Regions from separate parts of the Zea mays genome. Here all the other regions are linked to region 1. The links are chromatin contacts, called in public Hi-C maps. All regions are on one chromosome and are shown on one strand. Each heading gives the region's core, a stretch centred on a gene start, on an enhancer-like site or on the middle of the called end of the contact. The rest is flanking DNA. Distances are from core to core; before and after follow the strand shown.

The links. Hi-C and Micro-C count contacts between places; a contact is called where the count stands out from the background.
Region 2: a Hi-C map of tassel shows a contact between it and region 1, with 4 times the contacts expected there. The contact joins the enhancer-like site here to the promoter of LOC100382483 in region 1. A contact is called at or near these places in 4 of 25 Hi-C or Micro-C datasets (ear, leaf, root tip and 1 more).
Region 3: a Hi-C map of root tip shows a contact between it and region 1, with 2.9 times the contacts expected there. The contact joins the promoter of LOC100283925 here to the promoter of LOC100382483 in region 1. A contact is called at or near these places in 8 of 25 Hi-C or Micro-C datasets (bundle sheath, ear, endosperm and 4 more).

The regions. Positions count from the first base shown.
Region 1 is chr2:66,874,632-66,878,538 of Zm-B73-REFERENCE-NAM-5.0, reverse strand. It overlaps LOC100382483 (Polynucleotide adenylyltransferase family protein), which reads right to left and starts at 2,263. Exons shown (of 13, transcript NM_001175222.1): 1 at 2,037-2,263; 2 at 1,800-1,925; 3 at 962-1,059. The coding sequence starts at 2,208.
Region 2 is chr2:66,658,064-66,661,970 of Zm-B73-REFERENCE-NAM-5.0, reverse strand. No RefSeq gene overlaps it. Among protein-coding and RNA genes, the nearest start is that of LOC118476238, 31 kb to the left of the region's middle. Within about 2 kb of position 1,765, at least 16 of the 20 cell types and tissues checked have an H3K27ac peak or open chromatin away from gene starts, as enhancers often do. A contact at or near this core is called in ear and tassel, where this site is marked.
Region 3 is chr2:67,017,301-67,021,207 of Zm-B73-REFERENCE-NAM-5.0, reverse strand. LOC100283925 reads left to right here and starts at 1,628. Exons shown (of 5, transcript NM_001156823.2): 1 at 1,628-1,877.

The DNA of each region.
Region 1 (3,907 bases), core at 1,014-3,513:
TTGACAAGATTAAAATTATTTATGTCAATTTTTCGACTCCCAAAATGATGTCACATAGAAGCTGGAGAATGCAAAATTGATGATTCACGAATATCTCACACCTTTGTAAAATATTCAGGATTGTCTGATATGAATGATTTGTCACTGCCATCAAAAGGCAACATAAGAATACACTGAAATCTATAAAGAACAAAAGTTTAAGTAAACCAAGATCATTGTTTCCAAGCAAGACATCCTCACATCATACAGGATCACTTTTACACAGAGTAACCTTAAAATGGCTAGGCTCTGTTCAGTGTGTACTTGTGTACGATTGAAAAACTTGAATATAAAGTTACCAAGCAGTCTCACTGCATTTCGTACAAACAGGCTTGAGGTTATTAGCTGCACATCAACAGTACATTTCAAAACAACAACATAACCATACTTCAATGTACACTTTGGATATTACGTGTTTATACAATACACATAATCAAAGTACATTAGTCAGTTGCATGTGCATTGCCACGGTTCATATATATCATATGAGTAGACTTTGTTTTAATAAGACACAAAAATATGTGTGTTCTATTGGTTAGGTGGTTGTGAATGTGAAGCTAACAACCAAGGTTCAAACCCCCATTTATGCATAATTTTACTTTATTTTTGCATTAAACGGGAAGGGTGACTCAGGACGACCCTTGAAATTGGTGCTTTAATATAGTAGATTTAAAAACTGAAATTTTACACCCAATACATTGAAAGTAACTCTGTCAGTTATAACCAGCAAATTAGTCACGTCATAGTTCTTTAGCAACAAAGTAGTACCTGCTATTTGCAAAACTATGACAGCAAACTTAAAATATCTACGCGTTTCAGTGAAAGAATAGCTCCATCACATGATGCCTCAAAACTTGAGTAGACCTTCATTCCAGTAATACCGCTACATCATGATCACATCATTGTTAATTTGAGTTATAACCTGCCTAAGATCAGCTGTTGTTATTATGTCGAAATCCTTTGGCGTCTTTTTCATTATGAGATCTCGAACACAACCACCAACAAGGTACACATCATATCCTGCCAAAAAAAGTGAAACATATCAACCAAGCAAGTAATGCAATGAACCAGCAACAACTGGGTGGTAATGGGATCTAAATTTTACGCTATAAAATTTAAGGATCAGATCGTATTTGGATCAGGCTGTATTTCTATTTATTTTTGAGCTAAAATTAATTAAGGGCTCGAACGAATCGTGAAGAAACATTTGGATCGTGATCCATTACCACCCCTAGCAACAACAAAGGATACTCAAGCACCTAATTAACAGATGGAGAAAAGTACAATGGAATTGAAATCACATTCATATCTGATTAGCTATATTAATCGACTACTAGTACCGAACAGGATACAAATATGGTTTTGCATTTTTCATATCCAATTAACCGTTTCTCCTCTAGTCACATTTATATCTTCACAAAACAAAGTATGCCTTACATCTTTCATTCTGAAATATGATTTTATCCAAACTACTCAAATTTATTCAAATAAAAAATAGATGGATTCTGTTGCAGTATAGATAAAAGATAGTTTCAATTCTAATTAAGTAAAATGCAACTATTATATTTGCTTTATATGAGGCTGAGTTGAGTATTAAATCCTGTCTGCATTTGTTCTGACATTTGACCTGTAACTAAGTACTCGATCCACTAGTTCAGTCGCAGGACACCGGACTGAAATCCAACCTCAGCAGTGGCATTTCAGGATTTGGCAGGACAACAAAGCAAACACTAGCAGGGACATTGGGGTGGAGGACGCACCTCTGCTGCGGAGGCGGTGTAGTACGTTCCAGGCCTCGGGGGGGATCATGGACTCCTTGATCCCGAACCTCTTGGCACTGATCTTCTTCCACTCCAGCCCCTCCATCCCCTCCGCTCCCGGCCCACCTGCAGAGAATGCTCAGCGCCCACCAGGTAAAGAAAAGCAAAACCCTTGGGGCTAGCATTTCGCCGTCACGTCACCACTGGACCAACAGCAAGAACGGAGGGGAGACTTACTGTCGGATGTAGGGGCGGTAGATGGGGTGGAGGAGTCGGAGGGCGAGGGCGAAGGGGACGGTGCGCGGCGGCGGCGCCGTGGGGAGGCGAGCGCGGCGAGTGGGGATGGTGCAAGGCGGCCGGGCCTCGTGAGCGATCCGAGCCACCGCAGATCCGGGGAGCGCAGGGCCATCGCGACCGGGACGGCGCGGCGGCGGGAGGCGAGAGCGGGGTGAAGCGCAGCAGCGGGCAGGCGAGCGGCGGAGGAGGGTGGATAGGCTGACGGCGGCGAATATGCCCATTATGCCAGATCCTCTTCGTTCCATTCGTTGCCTCTATCGGTGGGCTTCTTTGTGGCCCATGGGCCGTAGGGTTTTAGAGTTCGTACCATGAATCTACCCATATATGGTAGTGGGCTTTTGATTGATGGGCCATTGTTGATAAAAGTGGTTCTATTTTGAATTTTTGATATACTGAGCTATGGAATCTAGTTAATTAATCAGAAAAATGTTTACTTTGCATTGCTGCATAAATAATAATATATGATTATTTTTTAATAAAACATCATAATTAATGCCGAACAGAGTCCTAGTTCAGCCGAATGCTTCTCTCGTTCTTAACATTGAGGTGCCACTGAATTTACATGCAACACACCTGCAGCATTTTGGCTGACAGTGTATGATAGAACTAGAGACTTATTACACCTAGATTATGCATTGCATTAATGCTTATCAAATTAATCCAATCATATACTCAATGTGTAACACATCCATACTTGATGGACTTCCAGATAAAGGAACAATGAATCCGAATAAAGCCTTCTTTTGCTCCATCAGCAGAAAACATTTTTCACTTGTCAAATTTATTTGTCAGATCAATGTCGAGAAGATCCTAAGTCCAACATAGAAGTGTGATCTCTAGTAGTATATCAGTGTGCAATCCTGCAAACTGGCAGCATGGATCTTTATATCCTCATCCAATGGCTACAAATGGAGGTGGAAAACTTCTGCGAAAGAAGCTCAAAGGGTCTGTTTGGTTCAGCTTTTTTCTGACCAGCTTTTCCGAGAATCTAGCTGTGAGAAGAATCTGGCTGTGTAGAGAATCTAAGTATCATTAGGATTACGTGCGGAGAAGATAAAGTTGTCCATGGGGCTCAGGATCTATAAAGTGACGGATTACTACTATTGCAACGACTCAACCTGTCGGCGTTTCGACCCCGGGGGGTCCCTGGACCGACGAGTAAATTGTCGCCGCGTGTCCCAGCCCAGATGGGTCGGCGCGAGACGGAGCACGAAGGGGGGAAAGGAGACAGGCAAAAGGGGAACCCTGCGGCCTTCGTATTGTCCTGCGCCCAGGTCGGGTGCGCTTGCAGTAGGGGGTTACAAGCGTCCGCGTGAGAGAGAGCGAGGGACTTACGCGTCGGCCCGATCTCCCGCGCGGCCAACCTTTCCGTACGAGAGCCCTGGACCTTACTTTTATAGGCATAAGGAGAGGGCCTAGGTGTACAATGGGGGATGTAGCAGTGTGCTAACGTGTCTAGCAGAGAGGAGCTAGAGCCCTAAGTACATGCCGTCGTGGCAGCCGGAGAGGTTTTGGCACCCTGTTCATATGATGTCGTGGCCGTCGGAGGAGCGCTGGAGCCTTGCTGAAGGACAGCTGTCGGGGCTGTCGAGTCCTTGCTGACGTCTCCTTGCTTCCGTAAGGGGCTGAGAGCCGTCGTCGTCATGGAGCACGCGGGGCGCCATCATTATTTGTTTACCGGGGCGAGCCAGATGGGACGCGGGTCTTGTTCCCCGTAGCCTGAGCTAGCTAGGGGTAGGGTAATGATGGTCCCCCCTGTGACGTGGTCGGTCCGAGCCCTGGGTCGGGCGAGGCGGAGGCTCCTCCGAGGT
Region 2 (3,907 bases), core at 516-3,015, 220 kb after region 1:
TTCCCTCATTACTCCTCCTCCTGTCTGTCTGTCTGTCTGTCCGTCTCTGCAGCATGCACCCATCTACTCCTCCTCCTATGTATCCACATCCACATGTGGCCATCACCCATCTGCATGCATCTCATATATAAATAATAAGCATTCTGTCTGTAATACTACTACTATATAGTACACTAGTAGAGCCTTTGCTTGTAGCTCAAACCTGCATGCATGCATCACCGCCGGTAATCATCGTGTCCGCCTGGTCAGGTCTGCACAACTAATGCCACTTTTAAGCAAAAAGGCCTCGGCCGGCCCGGCCCGTACGGAGACGGTGGCCGCTTTGGAATCCGGCCGGAGAGCTATAGCAGCTAGCCTCTTGGCAAACATATTCCTCCTGTCCCTCCAAGTCCAGGCCATATGCGTACGTACGTACGTAGTAGCTAGTATATAATAAAAATGGCCACGAGTACATGCATGACACTTTTCTGTTTCCGTTACCGACTTAGGAATAGTATATATTACTACTGCCTACTACTATATACAATGGTCACTAACTTTCATGCATATGCATGTATGGATGTAGTTTAAAAAGGCAGCTCTCGATCGAATGAACCGGCCTCTCAAAAGGACGTGCGACTGACGACTGGAGGTAATTAAGAGTAGACTACACACTGCCTCGCTTCTGCTTCATGCATGCATTCTGATCGCCTCGACATGCTGATGCATGCACTCACAAATTAAAAGCATACTATACACACTAATTAAACAGGCGGGGCGAGGTGGTGTGTGCATGTACACCACCTCATGAATATGCATATTCATGAGATGGATGTTTGAGCTAGCTACCTAGCTAGCGTCCGTACGTACTTAGGTGTGGCGACAAAAGGCCCGTTAATTGCACGCATGCATGCATATGCATGGAGCGGACAAACCTGCTTTACTACTCCATGTCAGTGTACGTCGACCCATGCCAAGGCATCCGCAAAATTTTAAACACATGCAATGCAACGCATGCATGCTGCCCTGCCGCGCCTCTGCATGCGCCCCGCGACACGTACGTACGTACGTCGTCGGGTCTTCCAGCGAACCTTGTTTAAGAAGGGTACTACTCCAGTAGCGCTGCTTTCCTTAAAAAGCAGAGGTTATATACCTCCTTTAAAATAAACTAAGGCGAGTGTGTCATGTCATGAGCAGAGGTGCGCGTGGGGTGGTTGTTAATTGCGTTGCGTTGCATGGCATGGGTGACACCACTAAACTAACCAAGTGCGTGGATCGGAAAACCTATCGATCCCTCCATCGTCGTCAGCAGTCTAAACTAAACTAATCTATATCATCAGAATATATATATATACTACGTACGGACTTGCATGTATACGTACGTACGTACGGCACATGTAACTTCAGCTCTACTCTAGTGGTAGTGGCCTGCAGGTGTATACGCACATCCATCACGTACGTACGTACGCGTTGGTCATCGATGATCTCTGCATGCATGAGCCCATCAACGTACGGTACGGTACGATGGAAATTAATTGGAGTAGATTGTTAATAAGTGCGTCGTCGCAAACGCAAGCGGCAGACAGACCCAGGGGCTGATCTGCGCCGGGATTCAAGGGGTACCTCAGCAAGAAAACAAAGGGAATGTAGTAAATACTATGCTGATGCAGCCTGCAGCACTCACCACGCGCAGAGTCACAGGTCTGCCCCCCCACCCCCACCCTCTCTGGCTCTCTGCCCCCAGTGCAGCGCAGCCGGGCGTGGCCCCACCATCCTCCCTGATCTCTGCACTGCACTGAGTGTGGTCGTCGTGGATGGATGGATGGATGCATGCATGGGCTTCGGCCTTCGTCGGTCGGCCGCGCTGGGGCCCTTTACCCCTTTCATCGGCTGGTGCTGACCCGGCCCACGCCATTGCATCTACATTTTTACACACCGTTGCAAAAGCCCCCCGTTTCCGTTGAGTACTGTAGTTTACACAAACAGCGTTTTCGCCTACTTTCCTCCCCCGGCTGCACATTTCATTACGAAAAACAAATAAGTTTAGCTTGCCACAAAGAAAAAAAAAGGCGGGCGTAGGAAGGATCGTCCGTGCGTTTTCGCTCCTTTCGGGCGGACGCACGCCAGACGAGCATATCATCTACACGAGCCGGTTAATATGAATTTGGATAGAGTTAATCGTAACCATACGTCTATCTGTGTCCTTGATCGGAGCTATCTCAACCGTTGGTTGCATCCCAGACACACGACGCCATATAAATAGATTAAGGAGCTAGCTGGTTTAGATAATATGATATAGTAACCTATATACTGAAGCCATATTCTTATTTTGCACACTATTTCTAACAATATATTTCCTAAATAACATTGATCTATTTCCTAATAATTATGATATAGGGCTCAACTGTTAGAGCTGCAAACATTTTTGGGACCCTAAATACTTTAAATTATTAGGTCCTATTTTAATTCCGAGGACTCAAATATAGGACCTTTCGTTGGAGATGCTCTAAAATGGCTTTCAGCTAATGAGGTGGCTCTAAAATATATAGCGCCTTCGAGGGAAAAAAAATTCGAAGCTGGATGTTTCATTCTTGGTATAAAAAGATAAAAAGGAAATAGAGGATAAATAGATAATGGACGACTCGACTCTAAGCTATCGGTAGCTATATATATGTTCCTCGACAACGATGGTAGAAAAGCTGTTCACATATAAAGTGGCAAACGAGTAAACTACAAGATCGAGCGCAGGGTACGTATATTATTCTAGATATCTACTATTTCCCCATGGGAATAAGAAGTGACTTGTCAAAGGATGAAGAAGAAGCTAGCTTGTGGTAGTGCCATGAACAAGGACTAAATGCTATGTACCGGCCGGTGCTAGCTGAAATTATGGCCCACAAAAAAGTTCCTGCTGGTGTTCCCTGGATAATCCATCGTAGCAGAGTAGGATATATATGCGTCTCTGAGTTGTACTACGTACTATGATTACCCACTCTGGAGGATCGATGTGTTTTACACATACGTGCTGTCCATCCATCAATTGCACGTTGACTATACACTAAGCTAGCTATTCTTCAAAAAATACACTAAGCTAGCTAGGTAGTGCAATAATATTTGTATATGCACGAGCGTTGACCAAACACCCCCACTGTATGTAAGGATATATCAACGCTTGGGTAAAGAATGTATATTTTCATTCTGTTTGTTTTGGTTTTGAACTAAGTAACTGGCTAATGTTATTATTGCCATGTACAGAAAAAAGGATAAAATTTGAAACGATAAACCCAAATTCTTCGTTGGGATTGGTATTGATAAAAGACATAGATATATCACTCTTACTACTATTTTTTCAGTTAAATTTCGTATTAATATATACTTCATTTAGGATCCTGACAGACAGACAGAACATATGTAACTCAATGGGCCGGTATTGATGTCAAGCAAATGAAGCATCTTTCTCAATGATCTTTTCTTGTTCCTTTTGAAAGAAAGAAAGAAAGAAAAGAACATGCAAGTGCCATCGCGCGCGCGCCTGCAAGGTAGGGGGAAGAGGAGCCAACGGCTTTCTGCGCTAGCTGATACTTGATGAGATCGAACACGATTTAGGCGGCTAGCTATAGCTAGCTAGCAGACGCAAGGCTGGATATATATACCAGGCCAGGACTATACAGCGGGTAGCTATACTGCGCGTAGAGCCGTAGACGAAAGGCGACAGATCGAACAAGTTAAAAGGCTCGGAATGAAGCTATAGGAGCACGCGCGTAGGCACAGCCATGGCTCGTCATTTCACTGTTCGTAATCGTAGCTAGTTGGGCTGGCGCCTGGCGGTCTCTCTCTCCTCTCATCTCGCCGGCCTCCTGCAGCCTGCAGGCTGGCCTGGTGGTCTCTGGCTCTGCTCTTCTCCTCTTGCCGGTCGCGGTCGGTCAGG
Region 3 (3,907 bases), core at 379-2,878, 140 kb before region 1:
ATGAGCGGCGCTACAAGGAAGCTACGAATCGGAACGTGGCGTAGGGCTTACCGTCACGTACCTCAGTACCTGGATGAAGAGGAGCGAGTCGAAGATGCCAGCGAGAAAGAAGAGGGAGTAGGAGAGGAGCACCATGGAGTAGGAGAGGAGCACCACCGAAAGCCGTAGTCGCGTTCGCATCAGACCTTGATGACGCCTTCATTCCACAAGCTAAGCGAGACGACAACGATCTAGCGACAAGAGGAGAGGCTACTCGCATCGTGTACGCACGCCGCGTCGCCTGCGCCTTCCCTTGCCCTCCGGTCGACGCTGGCGCACACTCGAATGGTTTGTCGATGATGACTGAGTGCTCGACGCGTAATTGTATCTAATCCTTTTTTCATTTTATTATTGGAAAAATTTGGATCTGTATCATTAAAAGGTTATAAATTTAGATATATACCATTACTATCTCACATACATGTGTGGTTCACATGAGTTAACGACATGCAGAGTCAATAATATATATCTAAAGTTACAATCTTTTAATGAGTCAATAATATATATATCTAAAGTTACCATTTTTTAATGACTAGTCGGTTGCCCGTGCGTTGCGACGACTTACAACAATACCAACGTAAACTATCCACCAAAAAAATTCAAGATTTTTTATTGATTATCTCCGCTCTCCATATTTTTTTTTGATTTGGCTAACTGATATTATTGTTTACTCCATCCAATATGTCTTGGTACAACACGACCAATGAAGTGAGTGATTAGAAGAGAGTTCACAACGACTAACTGAACAAACAGAGATTATAGAATGACATAATTTCACCATATAGAGACCAAATAAGAGAAAATCCGTGAGGTCAAATTTCTAAAATAAGTCACATGAACTCAAACTTATAAAAAAGATAGATCAAAATATGAAGTGATTGCTAAAGTCAAACATCAATAAAAACCAGATGTGCTCCATATAAATTATGTTATTTCGTAGCAATTACTAACATTTAAAACTAACAAATAACATTTCATTTTACTGTTAGTGTGACAAATCATTATTCCTTCATCCAATTCAGCAATCTCAAACACCATGGAGTTCATTGCGTCAATGTGGTCTCAGAAACGACCTAATGCTTACAAGAGCCAAAAAGTTGTGTCGTGCTTGAGCTATAACCTCGGTCCGTAGTGCTGGCCCGACCCGACAAGATTATATTCTTTTATTTAAAAAAAACGTATATACATATATATACAATTTATATTCAATATTAAAAACATTTGAGCATGATATTCTATTGGTTAGACAGATTCACCTAATGTTTTATGTCCTTCTTCCATCAGGGCATGAGTTCAAACCACACCTCCTGTATTGTTTTACGTGCAACGAGTTAATTTGAAATTGCTGTGAGGAGTTATTTGTAAAAAGATGATGTGGGACAATCGTTGAAACTGATGCTTTATAGTAGAGATAATAGAGAAGTAGATATATAGATATAATTATTAATGGTATTATAGCGGCTACGCTCGAAATCCCTCTAAATAATCGTAAAGTGACGAAATCTAATTCTCATAGCATAATTCCAAATTTCTTTGTGAACAAAATTCCACCGAATCGCTGTCGTTCGACACCGTCAACGGCGGCCGCGCGCTCACGTCCCGGCGGCCACGGGCCGTGACAGACTCGAGCCCGTCCGCCGCCTTCGCCGCGCCGCCTCCGCCTCCTCCATCGCACGCCGACTCCGCTGCCTACATCCGCGCACGTCCGCCTCCACTGCCTCCATCCGCTCGGGAGCCGCCGCCCTCCGCGCTAGGCCTCGCCTCCGTCTGGTCTGGATTCTTCGACATCTGGCCATCTGGGCGCTCCGCGTCGCCGACTTCTCGCAGGCAGAGAGTGAGTGCGTTCCTCGCATCCTCCATCTCCCTTCCCTCTGCCCCTCGTTCCCCTGGACACGGTCCATCTGTGTAGGGTACGGATCTCATCTCACCCGGTCGCGGTTCTAGCCTGATCTGTGCCACGCATTCTTGATGAAGATTTGGAGCATGCTTATTAAAGCGGTAAAACGTTATGAACTAACTTTTTCATTGTTTAAACGAACGTTGACACGTTTTTTCAGACTTGACATAGAATTTCAAATATAGAATAAGTTCATACATATTACATAAGTTGAGTTCACAAACCAAATAACATTAGCATAAAAACAAACAGATCAAGTTCAACCACACAATTTGTTGCCATTGAAATTCACTGTCAGCAAATAGAGACTGATTCAATGTGAGCAAAATCAACACATCAAATAGAAATTCACTGGGCACTGGCGGGCGGCGGCTTGCACTGGTGGCTTGCGCAGAGCAGCGCAGTGGGGCTTGCGCAGAGAGCAGAGCAGCACAGTGGGGCTTGCGCAAGAGGGAGGAGGGGGCCGGTGCCGCCTTGGGTTTGTGCGCTCTGCGCGGAGGCTGGCGGCTTTGCGAGGAGGCCAGGAGGGGACCGAGCTGGCGAGCTCTCTGCGGTCTGCGCCGCGTCGCGTTTGTGCAGACTGCAGAGGGAAGAGGGAGGAGGGGGCCGGCGCCCAGCGGCGTACCTGGCGTCCTGGCGGCTCTAGACTCTGGAGTCTGGGCGACGTTGTAGTGGCTGCAGGCTGAGGACGGCTAGGCGGCTGGCGCGGCTGAGGACGTGTAGGGTTTGAGGACGGCCCAGGAAGGCCCATTACATCTAAAACGTCCGTAAAACGTCCAAAACGCCGTAAAACGTGTTTCAGACGCTCAGAGGACGCTTAAACGTCCAAAACGGACGTTCAACACCTATTTCGTAAAACATGCTGAAGTTTTAGTCCCTAATCACGTTTTAGCGTTTAAGCGACGCTTAAACGTCGCTTAAGCGACGCTTTAATAAGCATGATTTGGAGATCCAACAAGGAGGCTCCTGTGTTTGCTTCCCGCGGGATTCATGAGTTTGAGCTGGACAAAGTCAGTTTGACGTGGACAGAGAATGGCCTATACTCCGATTTCTACTTGGTAATTTTTTTGTTTGAAGGAAAACAGGAGGGGTTCTATCCTCTGCCGTGCTTTATTAAAAGATGTAAATGAAACCTGGTACAAAACTTCAAGAAAAAAAGAAAATGAGAAAGATTACACATAAGCTTCTAGCCATGGATCAATTTGAGTTGATTTTTCTTTTGCCCTTAGAATATCAATCACAGTTTTTGAGATCGAATTTGGCTTGCAGAGTAACTAAGCTGGTGGTTTTTATGCATCTGTGCTCATGAATATATAATATATACTGTTTCTGGAAGTACGACAAGATTAAGACCACACTTTTTTTTGAGTGATATATATATATATATATATATATATATATATATATATATATCATATGTGAATAACTAAACATTTCATTTTTGTTGAATCTCAAATTTATCAGCACTTATAGACTCCACATTGTGTAATTTGATATTCTTAGCATCACCATTGAGTTATTCCTGCTGTTTGATGTGTAGAACATCAAATGCATTCAATTCTGACTTTTATTTAATTCTGATTGTGCATTTCCTTGTCACTTTTTGTAGAGGTTCAATTCATACTTTGTCATTTTTTGTAGCCATTTTACCGTCATGGTCTTAGCTGATTGATGCTATCACAAGAGGCTCTCAAGTGCTGTCCTTTTCAATCAGTCATGTTAGCTAAAGCAGTCATTTTTTGTGGTCGCATTCTGTTCTACTGCTATCCAACAAGCCATGCCAATATACTGTTTTGCTATCCAACAAGCAGTCATGTTTTTTTGTTCAATTTACTATATTGCGAGACAATAGATAGCTCATTGTTTTTTTGGTTTGGTTAATTTCAAGAACATCCTCTTCAAGACCATGCAATATTTCAATGACCAGTTAGTACTCTGCATGTTGAGCTGATAGATGTATCTTGCTTCTTT